2 separate regions of the Mus musculus genome follow, and region 2 is linked to region 1. The links are chromatin contacts, called in public Hi-C maps. All regions are on one chromosome and are shown on one strand. The core of a region is the stretch at or near the end of the contact, and the rest is flanking DNA. Distances in the headings are between cores, read along the strand shown.

Region 1 (2,754 bases), core at 104-2,603:
GTTGAGTTCTCTCTCCTACATTCTTTATCCCGTTTCCCTTTTGCAGAGTAGAAGCTTCATTCGGATGAAGCCAAGCTTATCTTTTTCTTTATTTTTAAATTTTCATTGCATGTACTCAATATATATGATACTGTATAACATAAGGACATTTTCATGCATACAGTGGATATTGTATTTAACCATACATTCTCCCCCTCTCCCCCTTTTAGTCCTCCCCACTCTCTTCTCTTTCTTCCCATAGACAGTTTTTTCTTCTTTCATATTGTACATACTGTGGATTCATGATTTTATATATCTATAGATCTAGGGAGCACAAGCAAAATAGAATATTTGTGTTTCTGAGAGTGGTTAAGTTATTTACTTAATATGATTATCCTCAGTTACATTCATTTTTTTCACAAGCAACATAACTTCATTCTTCTGTGTGTGTGTGTGTGTGTGTGTGTGTGTGTGTAGTCTGGGCTGGCCTTGAAGCCCAGGTCATCCTTCATTGACCTCTGAGTGCTGATTGCTGGGACTGCAGGCCTCCTGTATCTTTTTTGTAGCTAGTGTAGCTGTCTGTAGCTGACACCCTTCGCATGCTTAGAGTGCACACTTGCTTCATTGTTCTCCTTGCTAATTTGTACCAAAGGTGACGTTTTACAGACTTAATGCTGAATGTTGGCTTTAGAGTTTGCAAAAAAAAAAAAATTATTTATTTCCAAAACTATTTCTTTGTGTACACCAGGCTGACCTTGAACTCACAGACATCCACCTGCCAGGTACTGGAATTAAAGGTGCATCATTGCCACCAGGTGCAAAATATTTTTAAATTTTAAAATATTTTTAAATAGCTTCTTAAAATGTTTTCGGCAAAGCAAGAAATACTATAATTTGACTTTTCCAGAATAGCAGTGGTTATATGTACATCATAGCAGTGCACAACGTATATGAAAATTAATCTTCATGTTAGTTCTGATCCTGAATCTTATATCCTCAGTTAAAGAAATTCCAACCAAAAAGTATTGTCATTTTCAAATGAAGAGCGTGTCTCATTGTGTTGCTGAATGGTTGTTATCAGTGTGAGAGTGACACATGGGACTGCAGAGAGTGCACTGCAGTAGTCACAGCTGTGCTCACGTGGTTCAGTCTTGAGTAAAGTATGACTGTGCAGCATAATTTGTCCATCTGGCTGTCACTGAGGGACCTAACTGTATTAGGTCTGTCACATTATATCCGTACCTTAAAATCAAGAGATTTCTAAAGCCTGGTGAGACTTAGCTGTCCTGTTTGTTTCAGCTGCCGGAGTCTGCACTCAGAGACCTCATTGTCGCCACCGTCGCTGTCAAGTATACTCAGTCTAATTCGGTGTGCTATGCCAAGGATGGGCAGGTAACCAAGCTGTTGGGACAGAAGAGTAAGCAGAACAGAACAGTAGGCAAAAGCCTTGGTGCCGGGAAAGGGAGATTTGCCAAGTTTCTCTTCCTGCTGTGTCAGTCAGGATTTACTCAGCACCTTAGTAGACTTGAAAACTAGCCAGAGCCAAGTACTGCACTTGGGTACACTGGTTCCTGCTTAGAGGAAGCTGCCTCGGGTGGGGCTAGTAAGACTGGTTTACACACACACACACACACACACACACACACACACTCACACACAGCTCATCAGAAGAGCCTTTCAGGATTTTCATGGTTGCCAGCTATGAAGTTTGCCAGTTTTAGTCACTAAATCCTGACAGACTGTGGTCTCTGGTCCTTGGGCAGGATCTCCAGAGCCAGCAAAGCCACTCAGAGTGGAAGCTTCACTACTGTCATTCTTTGAAAAGACAGTGTTGCGGGAGAAATGTCATTGATTGCTAACGTCCGTGTTCCTTAGGTTATTGGCATCGGAGCAGGACAGCAGTCTCGGATACACTGCACTCGCCTTGCAGGTGATAAGGCAAACTCTTGGTGGCTTCGGCACCACCCACGAGTGCTGTCCATGAAGTTTAAAGCCGGGGTGAAGAGAGCAGAGATCTCCAATGCGATTGATCAGTATGTGACCGGCACTATCGGTGAGGTGCGGACTGATTGGCTTCCCAGTGGACCGTGTTGCGGTCGTCTCATGTATGACAGTCTTCCACCATCCTACCACAGAGAGGCTTCTCAAAACCCTCAGTAGTGTGAAATGCTTAAAACACCTTCCTCACCCCTGTCAACCTCACTGCTGCGCCCACAAACCTCTGAACCACAAACCTCTGCTTCCTGGGTAATGAATTCGGATTAATTTTATAGGCCCGTACTTCCCCTATGGGTTATAATATTGTCACTGCAGGGCTGTTCTTCTCCATCTGCCAGCATCCCCTAGTGTCAGCAGAGGTGACATTAGACTTGAGCCACACGTGATCTGATAGCTGGTCACCAGGGGCCTTCTCCTACCACATTTATACAAAAGCCCTTAGCAGCTCCGTGTGGTTTTGGTACTATTTCTGGTTTTGTTTGGTTTCATGTAAGATGGTGGCTCTAGTGTAGGCTGAGCTGCACTGCAGCTGTGAGTGCAGGATTGTCGGCATGCTCCATTGCAGCCTGCAGAAGGCCTTATTACTTACCACCTCTGCACTGGGATTACACTTCATGGTCAGCTTGTGAGGTGACAGCATCAGATAGTAGTAAATGCCGTGCGTCTCTTTGATTTGCCTGCGGCTGACTTTATACCTGAAACAGTTGTACATGTAGTTCATGTACACAGACATCAGTTATTATCCAGGTCCTAGGTTAGACATGAAGCATTGTCTTA
Region 2 (2,754 bases), core at 164-2,663, 440 kb after region 1:
CATTCATCTTTCACTAACCGTGGAATGGGACTCACGGAGACAAAATCCAGTCTCATCTTGAGGGGTGGAGTTTTTTAAGTCTCTGATGGGTCTTCCTTCCCCAAACTTAAAGTTGTTCAGATTGAAGAAAGACAGGATATGGATAACTTATAGGCCCACGACTGTCTGTAAATGCGTCCTGATCCATCTCTGAACTTGTTAGCCCCACCCCACCCCACCCCTAGTCAGCGGGGGTGGAGGGGATGTCACTGGTGGGAGATAAAGCCCATGGGCCTTTGTTTTAAGCTGCCAGGATTTCATCTCAGATCAGGAAAGGGAGAAAGAAGCCAGACATCTTGCAAGTCTGCCGCCTTTATCACCTAGCCACGGCCCCTCCCCTATCCATTTGCCCACCAAGAAGTCTGTCTAACTCCAACGCCACACCACCAAGTCTGTTTCCAAGATCTCTGCTCTGCTTTCCATATCACCTACAGAAATCTCCAGAGATTCCACTCTGTCTCTTAGGTCCCCACATCAAGTACTATTTTTATATAATATTGTATACATCTTAGATGCTCTGGAACCATAGAGCAGAAAAAAGTTTGAGAAACTATAAAGAGAAACAAAAGAACGTCATGGGAACAACTAAGAAGGTAGACATAGTGGGGAGAGGAAGTGGGAGCCCCAGAGGCTAGGATGTGACTTCTAGGGTAACTCTGGTAAATGCCTGCATGAAACCCTGCTGAAACGGGGTTGGGGTGGGGCTTATGGAGAAAGATCCGGAAGGCGGGGAGACGCTTGTCCTCATTCACATCAGCATGCGTGAGTTATTCCAGCTGACTCACTGGGCTGTTGCTGAGACAGTCCAATGTCACCAGTGCTGGATATGGAGTGATTCATTGCAGACGTTCTCCCATTGTCACTAACCAAAAAGAGACCCTTTGCAAGATTTCTCTCTTCCCCACCTTCTAAGCTCATGTTATTGTTATGCTATCTATTGGACAACTGACCCACAAAACGAAGGCGGTGCTCCTTGATAATTGATGCATTAAACAGCCTCCCTACCAGTCTTCCAGAGCTCTGTAACCTTCGATAGCATCTTTGCATCTACCTCCCAGGCTGACTGAAAGTAGCTTTTGACTATCTCAAGACACAGTGCAACTCCTGAAGGTGAACTTCATGGATGCTGGCAGAGGTGCATGCTGGGAGAAGTGCGACTGTGTCACACTACTCAGTGAAGCTCTGAAACCATCTATTCGGGGGGGGGGGGAATGGTCACACATCAAGGGCGGGTGCCCATACTGGTACTGCAGATCTATACCCCACTTTGCCCCAATGTGATCTCCAGGAGATGAGTGCACAGCAGCCCTCTAGCTTGCTTTGTCCTCTGGCTTCCACTAGGTAGAGGAATTGGCAGGAGATCAGAAATTGAGTGTAGTGAGCACTTCTGGAAGTGAGCTTCCTCCCACGCCAGCCTCCTTCCTTCCTGTCCTCCAGGCCAACTGACTGTGATCCCGGACATAAAGCTCCTGTCTGGTAAAACATTTCTCTGCCAAGAGCTCCAGTGTGTTTCTGAAAAACCACTTCCTTGAGCCTTCTTTGAGGCAAGCAGAAACTGATGTCTTTTCCTGGCCTCTGTCATGCTTTGGTTATCACTTTTAGCCTTACTCATATTGCCAGGGGCAGGGGGTGGTTTTGTTTATTTGTTTGTTATTTTAGGTGTTGGAGTGAAACCAGGTCCTCATACAAGCTACACAAGCCCTTGACCACTGCATTATACCACTCCTCTTCAGGCCTTCAGTTGAGCTTTTAAATATGCTATTAATGTCTACTTCCTACTGGAACTTTGGTGCATACACATTTCTTCATTCAGTATTTTAGATCCATCTCAACTTTCTAAAACACAGCCACATTCTGGCATGTTTATTCGCATTTAAGAGTGCTTTTAGATTGGATTGTAATTAAGAGCATTTTTAGATTGCAAAGAAGTGGCTCTCGCTTCTACTTCCAGCAGTCTGAAGATCCCTTAGGGCCTACTTTCTAGTGAAACAATCATAGCTGATGAAAATCATTTTCTGAGTGTCTAGAAACTGTCCCAAGGGTCCACTGAAAGACAGAAACATCTATTCAAGACAATCTGATAACTCCTTGTAATAACAGAGAGCCCATAATACTTAAACCACGACCAGCTAGCACCTCAATTCCTGGGCAACTTACTGGATTCTCAGCTTCACCACTCCTAGGCAACTTTGTGGATTTTCAGCTCTAACTGGGAGCCTGGCTGACAGATATGGCTTCCTCTTCCCCTAGTCCCTTCTCCTAGTTAAGAAGTGTGTGTCTTACCAATGGGAATGTGGCAACGTGTTTCTCCTCTCTGCTCCAGGCTGAAAATATAATTCCTAGTCGGCGTAGCCAAGAGTATGGGTGCTTGATATGCCAAGTACAGGGACCCCAGCTTGCTCAAAGGGCAAAGATTTCACAAGAGATGAAGTCAGCCAAGATCAGAGGCACTTCTCCCCTGCTTGACAGCCAGAATAGGGATTCAAAAGAACTACAGCATCCATAAGAGCAGAAGGTTCCGAAGCTCTCTCTAAAGAGCCTCCTTCGCTGTGGATAAGGATTGCTCAGAGAATGGAGATTTCACCAGTAAATATTAAAAGGAAGCTAGACATTATCAGAGATGACCAGGAAAGAGACAGCTAAGAGGTACCCATTCCTGTCAGAAAGTACATTAAAGACTGTCCTCGAAAATTACTCTTACTAGGGCTAGTTCAC

Evidence for each region. Hi-C and Micro-C count contacts between places; a contact is called where the count stands out from the background.
Region 2: a Hi-C map of liver shows a contact between it and region 1, with 3 times the contacts expected there. The contact joins two enhancer-like sites. A contact is called at or near these places in 7 of 39 promoter capture datasets (3T3-L1-derived adipocytes, the HPC-7 cell line, embryonic stem cells and 4 more), 1 of 484 Hi-C or Micro-C datasets (liver) and 3 of 9 other capture datasets (adipose tissue, embryonic stem cells and pancreatic islet).

Annotation. Positions count from the first base shown.
Region 1 is chr1:71,574,763-71,577,516 of GRCm38.p6, forward strand. It overlaps Atic (5-aminoimidazole-4-carboxamide ribonucleotide formyltransferase/IMP cyclohydrolase), which reads left to right. Exons shown (of 16, transcript NM_026195.3): 13 at 1,279-1,371; 14 at 1,855-2,037. Among named protein-coding and RNA genes, the nearest start is that of Atic, 19 kb to the left of the region's middle. Within about 2 kb of position 1,354, at least 18 of the 459 cell types and tissues checked have an H3K27ac peak or open chromatin away from gene starts, as enhancers often do. A contact at or near this core is called in liver, where this site is marked.
Region 2 is chr1:72,013,293-72,016,046 of GRCm38.p6, forward strand. No RefSeq gene overlaps it. Among named protein-coding and RNA genes, the nearest start is that of 4933417E11Rik, 9.5 kb to the left of the region's middle. Within about 2 kb of position 1,414, at least 44 of the 459 cell types and tissues checked have an H3K27ac peak or open chromatin away from gene starts, as enhancers often do. A contact at or near this core is called in liver, where this site is marked.